2 separate regions of the Mus musculus genome follow, and region 2 is linked to region 1. A link is a contact called in public HiChIP or PLAC-seq data. All regions are on one chromosome and are shown on one strand. Each heading gives the region's core, a stretch centred on a gene start, on an enhancer-like site or on the middle of the called end of the contact. The rest is flanking DNA. Distances are from core to core; before and after follow the strand shown. Region 1 overlaps Gm1604a (predicted gene 1604A). Region 2 holds the start of Tagap (T cell activation Rho GTPase activating protein).

Region 1 (4,657 bases), core at 1,114-3,613:
GCACGTTCGAGTATGTGTGAACCTGTGCCATGTATATGTATATGCGTGTATATGTATGTGTGTGTCTCTCTGTGTATATGTGTATCTGTGTCTCTGTGCATGTGTATGTGTGTGTGTATGTGTGTGTCTCTCTGTGTATATGTGTATCTGTGTCTCTGTGCATGTGTATGTGTGTGTGTATGTGTGTGTCTCTCTGTGTATATGTGTATCTGTGTCTCTGTGCATGTGTATGTGTGTGTACACACATGTGCGCAGATGCCTAAAGAGACCGGCAGCATCCAATTCCCTTGGAGCTGGAGTTACAGGTGGTTGTGAGCTACTGGAAACTGAACTGCAATCCTCTAAAAAAAACCTCACTCATTAAAGACAGCACTCATTAAAAAAATGATTTACTTATTTTTATGTGTATGGGTGATTTGCTTGCATGTATGTCTGTGTATCTCATGCACGTCTGGCACCGGTAGAGGCCAGAACAAGGTGTCAAACATCCTAGAACTGGAGTATATTGGGTGTGAGCCACTATCTGGGTGTGGGAATTGAACTCAGATCCTCTGGAAGAACAGCCAGTGTTCTTAAGTGCTGAGCCATCTCCCCATTCCCCAGAACTCAATCTTAAGCACCCAGCCACCTCTCCAGGTGTTCATATGATTGTCTGTTATGCCTGATTTTGTCTATTACATCCTGATTTTAAGCAATCTTCTGTTTCTGTTTATTCCAGTTAACAAATAGAGAAATCCATGCAGTTTATTGGTATTCAAACAATTCTTATTTAGTTTTCATTCATAATCCTCAACATCATGTTTTCCAGCCTGACTTCGGAGAAACGAAGACAACATGAGACCTGAAGTTCTGTATGGAGAGTAGAAAGTCTATGAGAGATGATGAGCAGACCTGGGTGGGGCTGGACCACAAAAGCAATGGCCTGGTAGTGAAAAGACAGGTCAAAAATGCCAGGGCTTCCCACAGCTGGCAGTGACTCTTCCTGCTCATCTTGTGGTTTCTGGACCTCATGTGGCACGTGGCTCCCATGATGCTCATGCCCTCTTCTACTGTCCTGAAGACTCACAGGAGTGGGAGGGGCTAAAGGATGACAGACAGACAGACAGACAGACAGAAACACACACACACAATCACATTTAATAGAGACCTTTTCCTGGCATTTCATTGGTCAGAATGGAGTCACATATTGATTTCTGACCCATTACAGTGTGTGTGTGTGTTTGTGTGTATGTGTGTATGTGTGAGTGTGTGTAAGTATATGTGTGTGGTTTTGTGTGTGCATGTGACATGTGTGTATGTGTGATGTGTATGTATGTGTATGTGCTTGTGTGTAATTATCTTTAGATGAACCACATCCAACCTGAGTTAAGCAGGGGACAAAACGTCTTTTCCTGAAAGCATAGCTGAGGAACAGGAATGAAGCCTGGCGAGCCAGGCCCCGTAGCCAGGATTGAGAGGTGACAAAGCCATCAACGAGAAAGCAAGAAGCAAAGAAACCAAGCCCATGGTCAAGGGCTTGTTTGCCAAGAGAGGCTTTGGTGGGGTTCCATTTCTGTGTTCTCCAGAAACTCCTCATAATTTACTGAACAGCCACTTTGGCTTTTATTGTTTGGTGTGGAACAGCGTAATTCATACCAATGGGTGGAAGGTGTTTTGTTGTTTTGTTTTGTTTTGTTTTGCTTTGTTTTTAACCAAGAAATAAATGTATCCAATGAAGAAAATGATTCCAGCATTTCGGGTCTGACAAAAGAAAAGTTCATATTAACAATTGGGATTAATCTGTGTGGACAGTGTTAACGCTTTGGAGGGCTCAAACTTATTTGAAGACAGAAAAATCTCTATTTACAGTATTGGCACAGGACCGTGTGCCAGGCCACACAACACAATAGTTAAGTAGTCACACTGTAGGGAACAGAGTGTCGGGCTCCTGGTCTAATCCTCTTACTAGCCACAGACTTTTGAGAATGTCGCTCCTGGGAGTTGGCCAACAAAACCCCAACAGCAGTAGCAGGATCCCCCAGAAAGTCCCCAAAGCACTGCAAAGTTTGCTAAGATTGGTCCACCTTCCTTTCTTCAGTCAGCATTTGATGAACACCTACTACGTGTGGGGCGTCATGCCAGGTGGTGGCACATGATAGGTCATTATGTGTCTGCTCTCATCCCAGCTTCCTAAACAACTCTCCTCAGGAGAGGGAGATATGGATCCAGACTGTGTACATTTAAATCCATGGATGTTTGAATTCTTCATCACCCACAGACGTATTCATGAATAAAAAGTGAAAGCGGCTCTGGCCTGGGCAGAAGGAGTGTGTAGGTGGCAAGGAGCCAGTGATGCAGGGAACCAACGCCTCCAGTAGCTCGTGTGACCTCTTCCTGCTACCCACGCATTGGACAGGATGTTAGATTTGGTGGCAGTGAAGGGCTCTCTGCAAAGGTGTCAACTGAGCCAGAACCTGAAGGCTCACAGGGACAATGGCGGGCTGGGGTGGTGAGAGAAAGTTCCAGAGGAATGAAATGGCATGTGCTGACAACATGTGACAGGGAGGAGCCACCGCTCTGCTCTGCTCCCGTCTCAGCCTGAAAACACTGGCCTCTCCTTTGTCCACTGCTGGCTCCTTTTTCATAATCTGTGTCCCGCCACCCCCTCCACTTTTCTAACCATTTCATCCTGAGCCTTAAGTCCCTTTGACTTTGGTTGTTTTGGTGAACATGCCCCTGTTTAAATTCTGAAATGTGTTGATTTATGAGCCCTCACAGAATCTCCCCTGCCTTCCTGTAAGCCCCTTTATTAAACATCGCAATGTGAATGTGCAGTTTCAACCACAGCCCTCTGCTCCCCAAGAACCAATATCTGTTCACCATGTCATAGTTTGAAAGGAGCCTTTACATGGGCCATACTGAATCCCAGCTTTTCTCTTTAGATGTTCTTATGGGAAAATCAGTTGCATTTCATCGATGAGAGTGGACCACTCTAAACCAGTGGTTCTTAACCTAGGGGGTCGCAACCACAACATCCTATCAGATATTTGCATTATAATACCTAACAGTAGAAAAATTATACTTATGAAGTAGCAGCAAAATAATTTTATGGTTGGGGTCACCACAACATGAAGAACATGAAGAACAGACTTAGGAAGGTTGAGAGCCACTGCTCTAAACAGTCATAAATCAAAGCCCAGAATCAGAAGCCCAAGTCTTTGTTTGCCTTCTTCATAGTTAAGGCCGTTTGTTACCTGAATACTTTTAATGATCACAGAGCAACTCATATAAATTTTATACTGGGTAGGGTTCAGAGTTTCCTGGATTGGGGGGGATTTGAACCTTTTAGATTGGTTACTGTTTTATGTAGGCATAAACAAAGGGTTCATCTGCGCATGCACCGCCATACAGAACAGGAGCACTCCTCTTTGCTCAGACTGTGTGTCTGTGTAGTCCATTCTCTGGAGCTTTCTAAAATTAGGAGCCAGCAACACTATGTAAAGGACCATACAGTGAATGTTTTTTTGGCATTGTGAAGCCATACAACTCAACCACAGGCTATGTGTAAACAAATGGATGTGTGTGACTCTTTTCAATAATAACTTATTTACAGAAACCAGACCGCAGCAGGCAACTAGTTGGGGCTGGCATAGCACATGGTCCAGGTTCACTTTATGAAAAGCCTCCTGATACACGCATCTATCCTTTCCCGCCTGCCTCCACACCCACCTCATGTGGAGCGATGGGATTTACAGTCTCAGTTTATTGCTTTGGGAAAGTAGTTTGTGCCTTCTGCTTGTGTGAGATGGAATGCTGTCTGGCAGGCAAACTGTACTGTCAGCACAGCCATTGGGGGACTGGAGCTGTGTTCAAGATATGGCGCCCTGCAAAGTTCATGTCCAGAAGAGGTTTGAAGGTGAATGAGCAAGGTTAGTCTACTGACAAACAGTCAACAGTTCTGTACAGTAAAGAGCAATTTCAAGGCCTTGGCTTAATTAAAACAGCCAAGCTATAGCTACTTTTTGTTCAGCAAAGGATGCACTCAGAGTTAACAGCCAGCCAGAGAATGGGAGAAAGCTTTACCAGCCCCACTTCAGACACAAGGCAGAATCTGCAAAGAATTGCAGAAGTTAAATACCAACCTGCCAACCAACAAGAGAAAAACAAACCAAGTAACCAAATAGATGTCTCTCAAAAAAAAGAAAAAAGAAAAGAAAGGGGAGACAGAGACAGAGAGAGACAGAGAGACAGAGAGAGAGACAGAGAGAGAGAGAGAGTTTGATATTCCTAGCTCTAGGGAAAAGCAAATTAAAATAACTTTGAGATACCATCTCACCCCAATTAGAAAAGCTACCACCAAGAAATCTGACAACTACGTTGGAGAAAGAAAGACTATTGTGACATCAGTTTGGAGACTTAAAAAAACCTCGGAGCACATATTCAGAGACTCCCACACTCATCCTGGAGATACCTGTATCTCCCTGTTTATGGGTGCTTTCTTCACTATTACAAAGAATGGAATCGTCCTAGCTGTCCATCAACAGACAAATGGATAATGAGAATTTGCCATATAGTATATAAAATATAAAATTTATATTATCTATATATGAATACTATTCAGCTGTAAAGAAAAATGAAGTTAAAAAATCTGCAGAAAATGGATGGTCTTAGAGTGTAC
Region 2 (4,600 bases), core at 21-2,520, 33 kb before region 1:
AGTCAAATGCATTGATTCTGTATTTTATCTTCTCAGATCAACATTATTTTGGAAGATCTCAATAGACGTGTTTAGTTTATAATCTGATATTCATCTCACACCAATAATTAAATAACCCAAATGAGTAACAAAAGAATGTCTTTTATCTAATTACAGTGCAAATAAAAAGTTTAAAACATTACTTTCTTACCTCTGACTGACATTCAATTAATGTCTCCATGTTGTTAGCATTAAGTGTTTTTGACTAAAAGAGAGGAAAAAGAACATCAGCGAAGGTCCTTCAGCCCCTGTCTGTGGACAAGATGAATGAGTAGGTGCAAAGGACTTACGTACACCATCGAGACTGCTTATCAGCTTCATTGGAATGGAGACTGACAGTCCAAGAGGGGGGTCCACTACCTCGAGGCTTTGATCCTGTGTACAACAAATCATAAATGAAAAGAGTTAGAAAATAGAATAACTAGTCCAGTCAAATTCAAATTTCAAAGTCAGTTTGAAAAAACAAAAAACAAAACAAAACAAAACAAAAAAGGACCCAGAGCTTAAAGCTACTGGATAGAAAAGTGTTCACCTAAAACTGGGCTCCCACTAAGAAGCATCGTTGAGAATCTCATCCAAGTTTTCATTGTGTCTTATTCTATCCAAATGAAATAAAAATTCCTACGACTCCATGAAGCAAGATAACATCAGTCTTTCTTCCTAAATGTCACCTATGATTAAGAACAGCCTCTGAGAAACTTAATCCTAAATTCTTTAAGCCACACGCCTTTACTACTCCCAAACTTTGTTACGAGTTACTAAGTTCCCATCAGGAGAGCCTGAGTACACATTACAACAACCAAGACTTGCTTTTCTGAGTGCTCGCACATACTATATTAAAAGCTCTGCACTCTCATGAAACCCAAGTAAGACAGAAATTTACCTCCAGGACAATATATACAGTGTACAGAAACAAAAGATAACATTTACAGAATCCCTAAGCCCCCAAGCTGGCAGCTGACACACAGCCCCTAGCATTCTCCATTCAGAGTCCTTCTAAGGCTGACACATGTTTCTCAATAGAGCTGTTTTTAGTGGCACTGGCCCCTGACACTTCAGGGACCCAAGACCCTCGACCCACAAGGCAGTTTATGTTTTGTCCTGTTAATCTACAGTACTTACCAGCAACGGTCTTCAGCCAGAGCTCTTTTTACCTCTGGCGAACTGTGGAAAACGGGAGACACAACATGACACTCTGACCCTAGGAGTCCACCCACAGAGACAAGGCACTGGGCCCTCAGCCTCGTGTGCTGAGTGTTATATGTGGCGGGGGCGGGCAGGTGGAAACTCAGAATATTACTGGGGCCGGAAGGAACATCATGGGTTGTTACACAGCCAAAGCCAGCCAGAGACTGCTCTGCTCTCACTTCCTCATTCCTTTTAGGGCAGCGCCGGTTCTTTCCAAGCCTAACCCCCCTAATTCCCACCCCCCCCATTTCAAAGTAAAAATGTCTACAAACTACTAGGAGTGGAAACCATGACATATTGAACATAGGCAGTGGCTCTGGTTGATGTCAAAGGTGGTGTGTGCAGGATGAGAAATTTTATTATTCTGTGTGTAAACATCACTTTCCTTTCTAGTTGTTCCTGCTGGCCCCTCCCTGCTCTGGGTGTCCTGTTTGGGTGCTGTTCCCGGTCACCCACCATCCTCTCCATCCAGGACTAGATATCAATTGGCACATCTAGGTGCAGGGTGTTGCTATAAAACCAGGACGGAGATGGAGGGATGACTTCCCCTCTTTGAAAATTACCCTCGAAAGCTACACCAGTTTCTTTGGAACTAGGGGAATTGCCCATTGAGAAATTCATTTATTTCTCATGTAGAGAACCACTGCCCTAAGTTTATTGTGAAGTACGGAGTCAGTCAGATGGGTACAGATGTGTTCATTTTAGGATCAACAACTTTGTAAAGGGAACAAAAAGCGTCACATGTTTGTCAACATGGTAGCATCTTTGGAAAATCTAGAAGAACACAACGGTTTGAAATGCAGATGCTGCAAATTATATTGCATGTAAAACTGCCCTCCAATCTGGCATCTTCTGTTGTGTCACCTCCTCTTCTTCCTTCGAGATCAAATCAGGTCGTGTGTGTGTGTGTGTGTGTGTGTGTGTGTGTACATGTGCGTGTGCGTGTGCGTGTGTGTGTGTGTGTATTGGCATCCCACCTCAGAGCTATGGCTTTGAACATTCCACGGATAATTTGATGTTTGGCTCTGTAGTATTCCACAGAATTGTCTAAGACGTTATGTTTTTGGAGCTGGAGATTAAAACCTGCCCCTCAGAACACACTCTGCCTCTGAGCTGCACCCCAATCCAGGATTGGTGTTGGGCTTCTCTAATGTCAAGGACACTGCTACTTTGGAGAAAGCCTTCTCTCCTCACCAGACAGAAGGCTCTCTCGATGATGTGAAAATGGAGCCCACTTTACAAGGTTTTTCATCTTAATTCTGAGCCGTCTTCTGAGTTATAGAACTCTTAGCCTGAGCATCTGCAGCATCCCCCAAAAAAACAGCTCAAACTTTTCTTGAGATGGAAGGTTCCCGTGCCTCGGTGTAAACACTGGCCTTGGGGACACCAGCCCTCATTCTTGGCGTTACCATGAACTCTGAATACCGAGGTTAAAATGTGAGCCCGCTAAGTCATACCTAACACCTTTATATATGCCACATACTTGTATTTCAAGAGCCTCACTGCACATAGTTATCAGCACTCTTAGCTGAAGTGGGCCTTCCTGTGTCACAGGCCAGACAACTAGAGCTCCTCTGGCCATAGCTGCTCAAGTCACTCAGCTGGGCCTTCTAATCCCGAGCGCCAAAGCAGTCTATGCTTTCCCTCAGGGTAACTTCAAGTGGTTCATTTGTCTATACCCGCTTTGTCAGGTCAGGGGCCCGCATGAGGGACACTTAGCTAGCAGAGACGCAGATTTAGGGCACAGTCCTGAAACTTCAGAATTATTATCACTTTTGTTAGTAATAAATAAAACGCATTTCGTACCGTCAATGATGTGGTGACCCACAGAAACAGCTACAGCAACAGATTTGTGTGTGTATATATGTGCTGTGTGTGTGTGTGTGACATGTATGTGTATGGTATGCAATGCCAGGGTTCTGTGCAGGCATGCTTATGGAGGCCACAGTTAAATGTCTTCCTGTGTTTTATCTTACTTTTGAGACAGGGTCTCTTTACTGGACTTAGAGTGTCTACCAATTTGTCTAGATTAATTATCCAGTGACGCCCCTGTCCATTCCCTGCCCATGGCTAGGGTTATAGGCGCCTACTGCCTTGCTGGCTTTCCCGTGGGTATCAGGGATCCCAACGCAGCTCCTCACGCTTGTGAGGCCATGGAGCCATTCTTCAGACCCTACATTGACATTGAGAGTTTGTGTCTATAACTCTCCACAGACCATCCATGTCCAGCTTTTAGTAACTGACAGAGTTGTTGAGTTACTAGTTTCCCCTGCCCCCCCATCCAGCAGTAACCATGGCAACAGAAAAGTGTAACCTGGGACCTCACATTTGTAAAGCAGAAGAATGTTGGCTTTTATAGAACCCCACTGTTGATAACAGAACCCATCGGAAAGACGTTCAGCAGTATCAGCAGCCCTGGGGAGTCCAACAGTCCACACCTAATTAACAGACAAGTTTGTGGGACTGTTAGATGATGTTAGAGATGGCAGATGGTCCAGCTGTGGCACTGGAGAGTTCTTCCATTGGTGTAGTTCTTTCCAAACGCTATGCAGTAGGGTAGGGCTGGAAATAGAGCTGTCTGAGGAAGACAGGCCTGCCCCTGATTCTGAGAAGCTCACAAGAGCACTGATGGCAGTTTTCATAGCAGTAGGAACATTTGTAAAGACAGTGTGACACTCGGAAATATTCTTGTCTTTATTTTTTTAAGATTAAAAATAAGACTTATTTCTATTTTGTGCGTATGGGCGTTTTGCCTGCATGTATGTATGTATGCTATGTATGTGTGTGTGTGGTGCCTGCAAAGAGGGTGTCAGAGTCCCTGGAACTGGAGGAATTGGACTGTAAGGCTCCCTGTAGATGCTGGGCACCAAATCCGGGTCCTCACTAGAGCAGCCAGGGCCCTTAACCGATAAGCTCTCTCTCCAGCCCCTGTCACAGTTTTTCAAAGCTGAAATGATATATTCGTTTGTTTGTGTATGTTTTACATTTTCTTTCTCTAGCCCATTTCTTTGAAGAACAAGCTTGTATCCGCCTGCATGACGTTTTGTCTTCAGTTGATGGGAAGGAACCCAGATGGCTTTTGCAGGGTCAGGTTGAAGAAACCTCCCCGAGAACCACACTTGTAACCACGCTTCCAATTCTAGGACTCTCTGCTGTAGGGGTTGTGCCTCACACGCTGTGGTGTGTGTGTGTGTGTGTGTGTGAGTTGTGGGCAAGTGCCTTTGTTCCTTCTCCAACTTCCAGTCTCAGTTACCACTTCTGTCCGGCCTGCGGTGCACAAGAGCTTGTGAATCATTAACCATGAATGGTTTGCCCTCCCTGCCTGGGAAGCAACCACCCAGGGCAGTGGTTCTCAACCTGTGGGTCATGACCC

The links. HiChIP or PLAC-seq counts read pairs in DNA pulled down with a chosen protein or histone mark.
Region 2: a contact with region 1 is called in an H3K27ac HiChIP or PLAC-seq map of CD8 T cells, with 10 times the contacts expected there. The contact joins the promoter of Tagap here to the enhancer-like site in region 1. A contact is called at or near these places in 5 of 39 promoter capture datasets (the 3T3-L1 cell line, the C10 cell line, cranial neural crest and 2 more), 1 of 15 datasets of contacts at CTCF or cohesin (CD8 T cells), 5 of 484 Hi-C or Micro-C datasets (the HPC-7 cell line, bone marrow-derived macrophages and uterus), 7 of 115 datasets of contacts at active chromatin or transcription factors (the 230-238 cell line, CD8 T cells, the HPC-7 cell line and 2 more) and 2 of 9 other capture datasets (adipose tissue and liver).

The regions. Positions count from the first base shown.
Region 1 is chr17:7,890,632-7,895,288 of GRCm38.p6, reverse strand. The region is part of intron 4 of Gm1604a (predicted gene 1604A); the gene reads left to right. Among named protein-coding and RNA genes, the nearest start is that of Tagap, 33 kb to the left of the region's middle. Within about 2 kb of position 2,363, at least 24 of the 459 cell types and tissues checked have an H3K27ac peak or open chromatin away from gene starts, as enhancers often do. A contact at or near this core is called in CD8 T cells, where this site is marked.
Region 2 is chr17:7,922,670-7,927,269 of GRCm38.p6, reverse strand. It overlaps Tagap (T cell activation Rho GTPase activating protein), which reads right to left and starts at 1,270. Exons shown (of 10, transcript NM_145968.2): 1 at 1,162-1,270; 2 at 334-414; 3 at 191-244. The coding sequence starts at 360. The region is part of intron 4 of Gm1604a (predicted gene 1604A); the gene reads left to right.